2 separate regions of the Zea mays genome follow, and region 1 is linked to region 2. Evidence: chromatin contacts called from public Hi-C data. All regions are on one chromosome and are shown on one strand. Each heading gives the region's core, a stretch centred on a gene start, on an enhancer-like site or on the middle of the called end of the contact. The rest is flanking DNA. Distances are from core to core; before and after follow the strand shown.

Region 1 (6,541 bases), core at 3,704-6,203, 180 kb before region 2:
GGCCAACCAATACCAGCTTGCTGGTCTAGTGAATCTAACAGATAATTCTGAGCTGCACAAACACCACTTTTAGTTTCAGATGCAGTGACATTCAGAAATTGCAATATAATTAGGTGAACTCTGAAAGAAGATATGCAATCCCCATGTTGCTGTTGCAAGCCATTCAGGAAGTAATCAACTGTAGAAGCAAAGAGTGCCCAGAGCAAACTTATGAACAGATTCAATGCTGGATTCTAGAGAAGCAGTTGGGTATCGTGTCCAACCATAATCTTTGTCAATGACTTCAACAGATTCAGGCAATAACTCCACTTCTGATCGGATTGGCGATCCACTGGATAAAGTGTGTTCAAAGGCAAGAGTGCCTAGAGCAAACTTATGAACAGAATGACTCTGCCTAGTTTCTTCAGATTGTGCATAGAATGCCATACACATCACACTAGTCCATGAGTTATGCCCTTCGCCACATGAAACGATATTTGTGTCATTCATGCTCCATACTTGCACAAGATCATTGTCACCAACTGACAGTAAATATTTGCCATCCACACTCCAAGAGCAACCCAATAGTGCACCGTAGTAGCTTGCCAAATACTGATATGGAAAAGGCTTCTTTCCAGGATCATGCAACTGTTGCCTCAGTGACATAGAATAGACATCTCCTGAGAACACCCCAATGAACAGATCGTGTACATTCTTGGCCTCTGAAGCAAACGACAACCAAGGAGGCTTTGGCAAAATGTAACCGGCCACAACCATTAACTCAATCCACGACGCCCAAACTGCATAACAGTAAAGAGATGGCCAAGGTACTGGTCTTAGCTGAATACCAGTACTATGAATTTCCAACTGTACAGGTGGTGGCCATGGTCCTTTGTCAACCATAGGAAGCAACGGATGTAGCAGCACTGTATTCTGAGCATTCTTTTCCTCCAACACCTTCTGGTCCTCAACTATAGTGACACCACTACCTGATAGAAGCTTAGCAGCCCGGACAACAGATGCTCCAGCTCCTAGTGCAGAAGGATCATAAGCGAGCAGGGCAAAGTTGTGAACAGGATGGAGGAAAACAACCTCTCCAGGTATTTCAATGGAATATGGAGCAAATGAAAGCAGTATAGCAGCGATAGATACAACCACTGTTTTCCTATCAACTGCAACCAGACCCAGGTGCTCAGAATGATATATTATAACCCCTGTTCCAAAAAATGTTGAGAGTGAACTCCATCAAGCATGCAAACGGGCGGCACATGCACCGTGATGCCGTAGGCGTGCGTGTCCCTGACGATGGCGCTTTGCTGTATTTCCTTGAATACCACCTGGGCACCAATCGAGGTAGGCAAAAGCTTGAGGCGCTGCAGCAATAGGCACCCGATGTGTGACTTGACAGGGTCGAGGCCGGCGCACAGGAGCGTGTCCAAGGGCATGACGAGCTGCTCCTTGGTGGCGCGGTCCTCGTCGTAAGTGTCCTCGACGCCGCCTGCCAAAGTGGCTACGTCGTCCAGGTCTAACACGCACGACGCGTCGCTGCCGCGAATCCCCTTGAGCATGCTCTCCATGTCGCCAGTCGCCGAAGCACACCACCACCAGGTTGTCGTGGCCGCTGGTCCATCATCGGCGACGCCGGTTTGGTGGTTGTCGAGCAGCGCCTTGTCCGAGTGGGAGGTGATGAATGCCTCGTCGGGGTCAGAGTCAAGCAGGTTCGAAGAGATATCGGCGACAGCATCACAGCCCTCGAAGAGTCTGCCACAGTTGTCGGCGACCACGGATGACGCCTCGTAGTACTGCTCGCCGTCATCGAAGCACCCGCCCCAGTTGTCGGCGATGACGACGACCCCAACGGCTGCAGTCGGGGTGGGCGGTGTGCTGGCAGATGCGTCGGAGGATTGGTGGACGCTGAGCGGTGTGGGCGGATGGTCGAGGTACGTAGAGGGCGAGAAGCGCCGGTCCCAGCGAATTTCTAGCTCGTCGAATTGCCGATTGAGCTCGTCGAGGATGAGCTTGAAATCGAGAGACATGGCATTGGCAAATTGAAGCTGAGGATCGAACGAATCTGATACCACTTGTTAGCAATTGGCTAGGCTAGAACACAAGAATTTGGTAGAGGCAGGGAAGAACAATGGAAAGACGTAGAGAAGAACAGATAGCTAGAGAAGTTTTCAGTAGAGTACGGTGGAATATAATTCTGTTACAAGATGCCCCCTTCCAACTCCTTTCTCATCTACTTAAGCTTCACGCAATGCTTTCAAGAAGTTGATCCACGCCGGCCCGATAACCATCCCATTGCTACAGCTGGGCCTTGTCGAACGTCGCAACCCATCTGGCATGTAGCTGGTCTGACACACTCTTGTCCACTGTCGTGTTCCTCTCGTGCAACCCGCGCATTAGTGCATTACTGATAGGTGCACACTGTGTTCGGGTACAGGCTACGAAGTCCACATAGGCGAGAGGGATGAATGAAGTGGCAGCGACGACCTCGATATAAATACCTGGAGCCTGGCCGGTTAGTTGCAACCACCTAGCGAAGCCTGTGATGGTTGCTGGGAGTTTGTTACAGTGGATATGGCGGATCTCAACTTCCCACGGTGAAGATGCTAGGTGAAGCAGCATTTGGGCGCCCCGCCCCATGCGACAGTGACCTCAAGAACATAGGGCCTGTTTGGTTTGTGTCTAAATGTGCCACACTTTGCCTAAGGTTAGTCGTTCGAATTGAATAACTAACCTTAGGCAGAAAAGTTAGGCAAAGTGTGGCAACTGAGGTAGTGAACCAAACATGCCTATAGTATGCGGTAGTGGCGTAGGTATGAGGGGCTGGCAAGCGAGCCCGTGCTGTCAGAGAAACCAGAAAAAAAGAAAATTGAACTTGGTGACCAATTGGGTTGAGCGTGTGCGAGAGCGAATTGGGCCAAGGGAATGATTTTGGGTTAACTGGTTGGTTTTCTCTTTTTTTTCCTTTTTGTTTTTCATTCCCTTTTCTATTTTCTTTCATTTTGAAATCAAATTCAAATGCAATTTTGGATTTCAAATTTATTTAGAATGCACAGTACAAAAACCCCAACATGCTAATGCAACATTTTATTTATTTAATTGTTTTATCCTTTGACTAATATTGTTATATAGTCCATGAATAATTGATTCACCCATATGGATAATTGAGATGTCTAGTTAATTTTGGATTCAAGTTCTAGTTTCCAAGACTTAAGTATAGCTTTCAATAACTGAATTTTAATACTACTATTTATTTATTTTAATAGAATAATCTCACATCTAATAAAGTTTTTTATTAAAAGAATTTCTAACCCAAAATCTTTTGAAGGACTTTCCTAATCTCCAAGAACATATTTTAGGGTGTTACAAATTCTACCCTCTTAAAATAATCTCGTCCTCAAGATTAGTGCCAAAGGGAAGCAAAAGGTTTTGTTTGCAATTTCAATTTTAATTAGTTCAAACTCAAAAGTTTTTGTCCTTCACATTGATTATTGGTGATTAGCAAAGCATGGACATCTTTTATGTCTAACCATCTATTAGGTAGGATGAGTCATGGTTAGAGAAAGGGTAAGTTAAGGTATGAAAGATTATAGCAAGGAAGGACTCCATCCCGGATGGTGGATTCTGTCTCATTAAAAAATCTGGCGTGACTTCAATTCTTCGTTGACGAGGTTGATCTTCTTATCTTGGGTCTTGATGTTGTCATCCGAGTTAGGGACACATACATAAGACAAAATTGTAGGTAAACCAAATAGCTTTGTAGGTAGAGCAGATGGCTTAGTAGGTGGCTTAAGCTATGATGAGAATAGGTAGAATCAAGTTTAGTTTTTTTGCTTTTAGGTTGGGCTAGATAGGTTATACAAACCACCTATGTAGGTTAGGTTGTTGTTAATGGTGAATTGGTGTAAGGCACCAATTTACGTTAAACTTGTTTATTGGAGTAGGGTATAACCTATTTCACCAGTATTAACCAACTTGTTAGGTAACTAACATTAGATTTAGATCGTATCAGATTAGATGAAATTTAGATTAGATTGGTATGACTAGATTAGTCTAGGTAAGTTCTAGTTAATTTGGATTAGATCATGGTTGTTACACTAGGGTGGGATAAGTATGCTTATTAGGATAAGATGAATCTTTTTAGGTTAAGATAGATCTATTAAGCTAGATATATGTTTTAATGGGGCATAATCTAAGTTGTGTAGTTATCTTATATATTATATTTTGTATGCATGTATGTGTAACACCCTAAAGTTCAATCTTATGAAAATAAGGAAAATTCCCCAAAAGTTTTAAATCAAAACACCTTTCTTTAAGAATATTCATACTTTCGAAGTTACTGCTCCCAAAATGAATATACATTTTTAAGACTAAAATAAAAGATACTTAGATAAACTAAATTATCCTTGGATTGAATTATATAGAAGAATTATGATTAAGCTATTTCTTAATATATAATCTACAATATAAATTATATTTCCCTAAAATTCATAAGGTGTGAACTATTATCTATTTCATGATTGGAATCATGTATAAAAGAACTAAAATAAAACAAATATATAAAATATATTTGTGCATTCATGCTCGAGATTTTGAGTTGTGCATATAAATTCTAATTGAGACCTTGACCTCAGCTTTGAATTTTAAAATCTAAAACTAAAACAAAACGGAAATTTCAAATGAAAATAGAGAAAGCAAAAAAATAAAAGTGGAGAAGCTACCTGGGCCGAAATCTCCAGGCCTTGGCCCAAGTAACACATGTGCGCTGCCCAACAACTCCACCCGGCGCCGACAGGTGGGCCGGGGGCGTCAGCCGCTCTCCCGCGTCCGCGTAATCGCTCCTCTAGCGCTGGTGGATGGGCCCCGCTCGCCAGTCTCCCAACCGCACAACCCGTGCCTACCTGTGCGCGATGGATCACTGCCATGTGTGCCCGCCTGGTCGGGTGCACGCACTGTATCCTTCCTACCCAGTACTCGCGCTGATGCGTGGGGCCTCCGCGTCAGTGACCCTGTCCCTCACCGGTTCACGCGCTCAACTAAGCCTCTGCGTATTCGGGCCCACTCGTAATTCCATCACCACACAACTAGCGTAGTACTTCTCCACAGGGGGCGCGAAGCAGCCGCGTGCGAGCCTAACTAAATCGCCGGAGATCTTGCGATGTTGTTGTGATCCTGAATCAACCTGAAGCCGATCTTCTGCAGGGGCTATAAAGCTGAAACCTAGGTGCCCCTCCTCCCATCCGCATCTCTCTACGATACCAGTTGCCATCGGAAGGGAAGATGGGGGTCGCCGGCAGTGAAATCCACCAACGGCGTCGGATTAGCCATGTTTGGTGACCTAGGTGCTACACAAAACCTCGATGGTCACAACCGTGGTGTCGCCTGGGCGGATTCTGCTCCGGATCGCCTAGAATTTCTCATCGGAGCAACCTCTCCACCATAGTTCCGCCTAAAACCGTGGCTAGCGCCGCTCGGGCATCAATGTTCGGTAAGGATGCTTTCCCCTGCTTCGCTTTTAGCCGTGCAATGTTTAGGTGCGTTCGAGGTTGAGTTCGGTCACCGGTAGGCTGGGCGGTGTCATCCAGTGAGCTTCGGGGGGCGGAGCCCTGCCTCGCTGCCGTGCGCAAGCTGCCGAGGGTGAAGGAGGGAAAGTTTGAGCCGCTGATTGGCCATTTGATGGCCCAGATTTGATCGGATAGAACTGCTTGGACCAGAGTAGGCGAACCGTCGATCGGAGATTGTCACACCTTGATTTAAGGGATAAAGCCGAGTGCATCTCATTTGTGCGCCAAGGAAAAACAACACACATAATAACAGAGTGCATAGAGATAAATGTCATAAATATCATGAATGTACTTATTACATAGCGGAAGTCTTACAAAATAAATGATAAATATAAAACGAACTAAATCTTATTTCCCTAGTGCCACAAAGCTAACTGGGAGACGCCACCTAGATTAAGTCGAACTCCTCGCTGGGCGGCTCCTCTTGATCCACCTGTTTATTTCCTCGTATTACATAATTAAAACCAAAGGATTGACTATCTTTCTATTTACCTTATCCTTGATTACCTTTTGGGTTATTGTGGTTAGCTTTATGCTAGCGCTCTACTTTAATCAATGAATATGATGAGAATATTTATGATACACTAATGATATCTTGATTATGATGATGAGCTTGTGTTATTTTTGGGGACTCCGGCTGTTTCCCGAGTACCTCAACGTAAGGACCTGTTCGTTGGATGACCACCTGGGAAAACAATACAACCATGAGGGTGGAATGGGACACACTTAGCTAATTAATTAAATGAACTGAGGTGTAGTTCGCTTCACCGTCGTCTCGTTAATGGGGCTCGGTGTACGCGGCTCGCTCTGCCGAGGGTGGTTTGCCCCTTGGGGAGGAGTGCGGTGCATTTAGGAAACCTAACGGGCGGCTATACCTTTGGGGAATCTTTGTAAAGGCTACGTAGTGATACCCTACCAGATCACCTAGGTAGTGTGATCAATGGGGAGTAGCGCTCCTCGGGTAGAAAGGGAATCACGGCTCAAGGGTAAAG
Region 2 (6,661 bases), core at 3,872-6,371:
TTTTTTAGCAATTACTAAATATAAGTAAATACCAACCCAATTAAATAGTAGAACAGAAGTAACAACATCACCTGCGATGCAATGCATATGACAAATTGAATTTAAGTTCCATCAATTAATCATGTGAGGGTCCGAGCTGCTCATGATCGTGAGCACGGCTAGTATACCAGTTTTACACTCTGCAGAGGTGGCACATCTTTACCCACAAGTCATGTTACCCATCTGCCAAGGGATCGCGACTTCCCATACACCTCTACCGAGGAGGCGAGGCAGGGTAACACTACGAGGCTTTTACAAAGTTCCACTAGCTTCAGAAAACCCGCTACAGTTTATAGGAAGCTCCAATGCAGGAATCCCTTGCATGACCGCCATCGCAGCAAAATCATCCCGAGGGCCTCCCTACACTGACCACTCCCCTACTGCCCTTGCCCCTTTCGGGTAAGGTAGTCCTCCACTAGCTTTCCTAATTAATCAGCCAAGGGCGTCCCATTATACCCTTGTGGTAGCACTGTTTTCCCGGGTGGTCGCTCCATGTTCCAATTAACATAATGATCTTATTATGAACGATAAATAACAACGGATAACAAAAGTATAATCATGAGTAATGTATCTTCATACCCAAAACCACATAAAGCACTAACAAGTACTACCCAAAAAGTTCAGTGGTAACAAGGTATAAAGATAATCAAACTAGGGTAACCTATTGGGTCCCATCAAAATTAACCTATGCAGATCATTATGATTAATCAGAACATGGCTGGGTAAAAAGAAGTGATCAAGGGCACAACTTGCCTGTGACTTGAGATTCCAGGTACCAGGATGATCTTCAGATGACACGTGTCCTCACTGCTAAACATAGCAATACAGACAAACATGGTATAGGCTAAAATTAACATTACACCAATCATAAGAATAAACTGCGTAATAATAATCTACGCAATGTTACGAGATCGTAGAAACAAGAACCACTAAATTTGGAGTCGCGGTTACCAAGTTATGAATTTCGGAAATTATTTAATGCTTAGAATAGATTAATCCAAATGAATAATTTTAGTTCAAGTTTCATGGCTAAACAGTGTTACTAGTTGGTAGACAATATTAAAACAAAATTAATGTCACTGGAATGGATTAGTTTGGAGTTAAAATAAATTTAATATGAATTATACAAGTTTCTGAATTTATTTCTAAACTAAAAATCATTTTTTGAATTGTTTATCCCTTTTATTCTCTAATTGGACTGGGGACACTAAAACAGGAAACCACAGGGACTTTTGCGCAAGAAATCTGAGACCCAATCCAATGTCACGGGTGGACGGCGGGTTCAATCTATAAAACTACGGGGTCTCATTTGCGAAAGTGCCACGACGAAGGGTTACGGTGGATCCCCCGCCGCAGGATTAGAAATCAAGGGCCACGATCAACTTCGTCGATTCAATGAAACAGTGCTCATCCAGAACCGTCGATCGAGTGATCCACGACCGAGATTCTATGTGGACGAAGGGGTATACATAATCTAATCTAAACCGTTACTTCTCGGATCTGCGGTCAATATCCTACCGCCATCCCGATCTAATCCTAGACACCCCTAACCGATCCAACGGCCAGCAGGCCTTCTCCTACCCTGCTGGCTGAGCACGGCGGCGCCCGTAGCCCGCGCGGCGGCTCCCGCCGGCGAGGTACAGAATCCGCGCACAAGAGCACCAATCCCCTAATCTGAGACGATCTACGCGATAAGAAATTGATGGCGAGTACGCTGGGGGGTCTTACCGGTCGTCTCGGCGCGGAGAGCGTCTGACCACGGTGATGCAGGTTTCCACGGCGGAAACAGAGCGCCGGTGAGAGATTGTCGGTGGTTCAGCCAATTTCCCACAGAATTTGGTTCACGGCGAGATTCTCCAGTGTCAGGCGATGCTCCCCAACCCACCAGAGGGTGCCGACCGATGCTCAGGCGCGAAGTCAAGGGCGGCGCAGAGCTTTCTCTCTCTCTGCTCTCAACGACAGCGAACCAGATGGCCAACGCTAGGCCCACGGCTTTATAGGGCGAGAGCAGGGGGAGGTTCGCGGACTTCTCGAGCGAGATCCATGCGCGAACGTGGCCACTGCGGCCAATTTCTACGGCGAGGACGGTGGAGGTCGTTGGATCGTGCGGTATTTGCGCGGAGCTGGGTCACGGGGCGCGCGAGCTTGGGGAGAAGACGGCCTGCCAGTGGACCCCGCCCGTCGGTGTCCAGCAGTCAGCGGCGCGGCGCGGTGGAGAGATGGGCTTGCGCAGGACAATTACGGCGTGGGCGATTTCCGGTGGCATGACCTAACACGCGCGTACTGCGGAGAAGACAGACCTGGTCATCGGGTCCCACGGTGTCAGTGAGCCAACCACGCGGCCGACGCTGGCGTCCGGGGCCCATGTGTCGGCACCGGTCAGCTACCCAGGCCGCCACGGGAATATGGTGGCCCATTAGGGTAGAATTGGCCCAAGCGCGGCTGGGTGGTTTCTTTTTCTTTTTATCTTTTTTCAGATTTCATTTCTAGTTTTATTTTCCATTCCAAATTCGAATTTGTAATCCAAACTTAGAGTTAAGGTTTTCATGCACAAACAAAATATCCAGCATGATGCAACGTTTGTTTTTATTTTTATTATATATATATATTCCTTGCTTTATTTATTTTAAGCAACTTCTTCCAAGTGTATATTTTATACTCACCAAATATATGTTTTAATAAAATAATTTCTTTTGTACCAATTTATTAATAGTTATTTCAGATAACATTTCTAACATTTTATCTAAAAAGAATAACTTAATTTATATAAGATCATTAAATCTTTTAGTATTTAGTTGTATCTATTTAAGAAGATACGACTTAAAAGGTGATATAAAGAATATCATGTTTCAAATCCTCGTATCATTCTTATTAGAAATCCAAAATAATATTTTTGGGTGCTACAAGTTCTACTTTTCAAACTTAAGCTTGTCTCAAAATTTTGAGCACAAAGGTAAAAATGCAAGAACTCCATCATGAGATACATAATTCTATATTTCTTTATTTTGTTATTTGGCTAGTTTAATTCTATTCAATTGAACATTCAAAAGCATGAGAAACCCAATAATATCCAAAGGTTTCAAAAGTCCCTAAAACACTATCTTAAATATATTTATTTAATTATTTCATCATTATTATTATTATTTTCTCCTACCAATTTTGGGCTTTACAGAAACTCTGTCTCAGATGAGAGTAAAGCATGGAAATTAACCCTATCTACGCAACCACGGGCTGTCCAAAAAATATGGACAATTCGAAATAGATACAATTATAGATATGCAAAGATCCACATATTTACACTGTGTCTCTTTCGAACATGAGACACCTAACTGGGTTATGTGATCTACGATCATGATACAGAAATAGAGGTTATATCTAGGGTAGCGGTGGAGTCAGGCTAGTGGGGATGTGGTGCGTCGGTGTAGTGGCGCGTGGACGCCCCATTTGCTAAGGGGTCTAAAAGTTCCATTCATCTCTATCGAGGAGACGAGGCAAGGTAGCAGTACAAGGCCTTTCCAAAGTTCTACTAGTTCGAGAAGACCCGCTACAGATTCAGAAAGAAGGAAGAAGGAAGCATAGGAATCCCTCGTCCGGAAAGCTAAATAGATAGTCCGACCCAAGAACCTCCCTATACTCTGCAGCGATGCCTCCCCGCTTGCCCCTTTCAGGTAAGGTAATCTCTCCCTAACTTTCCTAATTACTTGGCCAAGGGCGTCCCATTCCACCCTTGTGGTAGCACTGTTATCTCAAGTTAAGCTCCATGTTCCAATTAACACCATAATCTTATCATGAACATTAAAGAATAGAATCACAATAATAAAGCATGATCATAAATCATATTTGTCTTAACACCCAAAACCACATAGAGCAATAGCAAATGCTACCCAAAAGTTCAGTGATAAATAGGGTATAAAGTAAAGCAAACTAGGGTGACCTATTGGGTCCCATCAAAATTAAGCCTGAACATGCCAAAGTGATCATAGAGAATATTATTGGGTAAAGAAAAGTGGTCAAGGGAACATCATTTTCTAATTGATTTCATTAAACTAGAAGCATGTTTGGGCTGCTGGTAACATTTTGAAAAAATCTAGGGTGCTTTGTGTAAGTTCCAGGACCTATATGCACTATTATTTGCTTCTGTGTGGACGACATGTTGTTTTCAAATAAAGCCAGGGACACATATGCAAGTTGTGCACGATGGACGGGGATAGCCGCACAAGAGCCGCCCGATCAAGATCGGATGGCCAGGATTAGATCTGCATCACTATGAACCGGTATGCGATTTCAACGCTTGGATCATGATTCCGCTGCCCACTTAGCGCCACGCCATCACCAGATCCGATCCATATGCCCAAAATCCAACGACTCAGATCCATCTCTGCAAAACGCTTCCCTTCATCTAATCTAAGTCGACTGTCACCTGATCAATGGTTGGGGACCCTCTTCCCCACCCGACCACAAGACTCAGCGGCGCCGCCCTTCCAAACCTAGAGGAGGACGACCGAAGTTCCCCGATACTTTCCCGAAGCTCCAATCCCGATATGAACGAGCTACACGTAGAGGAAGACGCGACAAACAACTTGAAAGGGTTTTCTCACCAGTGATAGCTGTGAAGTAGCCCGCTCGCAGGACGCAATGGAATCGACGATGGAGCTCCGACTCCGGCGTGAAATCGTCACGCGCTCCGATCACCACTTCGTCCGTCGATGCGACAACCGGTCTTCTCGAGCGTTGCCGAATCCCACTGACCCAATTGGTCGAGCCTAACAGTGGCGGTTCGCCCAGCACGACGCCTCTCTCTCAAGCCGCACGGGCTATGCGGCGGCGACAGCTCTCCCGACTCTCTCTCTTGTGGCGGTTTCGATGAGTCTTGCACGAAGGATAAGAAGGAGGGGCGTAGGTGCCCTGGGTCTTATCTCCCAGGTCGAGGGGACTGCCACCCAGCCCTTGCATGAGGGATAAGCAGGAGGGGGCACAGTGTTTGTAACGGCCATGCCCGCTATGCGCACAGAGGGGGGAAAGCACGACGCCTGAACTCTGGGGCCCACGTGGCAGAGAGCGTCGTGACACACGAGTGCTAGCAAGGTGCGTGAGGGGCTAAGCCAAAGGGCCCACCCGTCGGTGGAAGGTAAAAGAAAGCATAGAAGGCTGGTCCGTGCGGAGGGATAACGACTGACAGGATGTGCCTCCCTATCGGCACAATGATCCCGTGTGAGCCACCTGAGCCGCGTGCGGGATGCTCCTGTGGGCTGGGGAATTCGGCCCATGCGATCGAGGGAAGCTTTCCCCTTTTTTGTTTTCTATTCTTCCTTTATTATTTCTTTTCCCTTTTTATTTTAAATTCCAATGAAGTCTGATCACTAAATTAAGTGCAGAAATCAAAGCATATCAGCATGAGTGCATAGTTGTTTTAGTTATTTTTATTTGATAATTTCTTTTACATCAAACCCTTGTATATTGTTGAGATGCTAAAGAAAATAAACAAAACTCACTTAGACACTTGGTCTCAAGGATTATTGTATTTCTCCAACTTTTGGGTATTACACACGATAATTGACATGCGCGCGCACCCACACACATATATATATATATATATATATCAACGGCATGAAGGCCATCAATCACAAATATATTTTCAATCCAAAATGAATTTGATTAAATTGTATTTTTTGGATAAATTGAGAATCAGTGCTGTTTGCAGGACGGGTCTATATCGTTGGCTCGTTGTTGTCTTGTCTTGTTTTTTTTTCCAGTGCTGTACTTCTAGTTGTGGCCTTGTTCTCTCTACGGTAAGCATTGTGTATTGTGTGTTCGAGTTTTAAGCAGTTCCGCTTGCTATTTGTTTTATGTTTTCACTCTACTTTGGCCCTGTCGCTTCTGCTGGTTTATCGGACTGGATATCACTCGGCTGAAAGGTCACATCCTAAGGGCTAATTTGGGAATCTCAAATCCCCTTCGAGATTAGAGGGGATTAAGGTGAAAATAAACTAATTTTCTCTCTCATTACCTTCAATCCCAAAGGGAATTTGAGTTTCCAAACTAACCTTCAAAACCCAAAGGCCTACAGCTCTACTCCAGAGAGTACTGATTTTCTATAGTCATGCAGTAAATGTTGTTGGATTGGCTAGTTGTTGCAGCTAGAGCCAAGCAGCCTTTTTATTTCTCGCTCTTTTATGTTGCCGTCTCTTGAGATTAAAATAATCAAACCGAACCAACAGAATGAGCATATTCAGAGTTCTTTTTGAAATAGCCACAAAATATTTGCCGTAAATTTTATTATTGGGACAAAAAAACAAAAAAAAAATGCAACCCGGTCTTTTGAGCTGAATCTGAACATAGAACCCACAAAATTAGGGTGATGTGCTGCACATCACTGCAACTACGGCGTGCAGACCAACAACCGAAGCACTCACGACGGACTGAGTCAACTCAGCCAACTCAATCGACCACCACCAAAATTGCAACAACTCGAACAACTCACTCCAAGCGTTTTAGGGGGAAAGCGACAAACCCCAAATGTTTGGATTTTTCACATGTCATCGTTTTCAATCTAGGTTTGCCATCCTCCTCTACCACACAAAAGCAAGTAAAATAACCGGTCCAATTCTCACCAAGCTAGTCC

What was found. A called contact is a pair of places that touch in the nucleus more often than the background predicts.
Region 1: a Hi-C map of endosperm shows a contact between it and region 2, with 5 times the contacts expected there. The contact joins two enhancer-like sites. A contact is called at or near these places in 2 of 25 Hi-C or Micro-C datasets (endosperm and leaf).

Annotation. Positions count from the first base shown.
Region 1 is chr9:69,208,128-69,214,668 of Zm-B73-REFERENCE-NAM-5.0, reverse strand. No RefSeq gene overlaps it. Among protein-coding and RNA genes, the nearest start is that of LOC100192713, 18 kb to the left of the region's middle. Within about 2 kb of position 4,953, at least 18 of the 20 cell types and tissues checked have an H3K27ac peak or open chromatin away from gene starts, as enhancers often do. A contact at or near this core is called in endosperm and leaf, where this site is marked.
Region 2 is chr9:69,025,676-69,032,336 of Zm-B73-REFERENCE-NAM-5.0, reverse strand. No RefSeq gene overlaps it. Among protein-coding and RNA genes, the nearest start is that of LOC100283611, 47 kb to the right of the region's middle. Within about 2 kb of position 5,121, at least 18 of the 20 cell types and tissues checked have an H3K27ac peak or open chromatin away from gene starts, as enhancers often do. A contact at or near this core is called in endosperm and leaf, where this site is marked.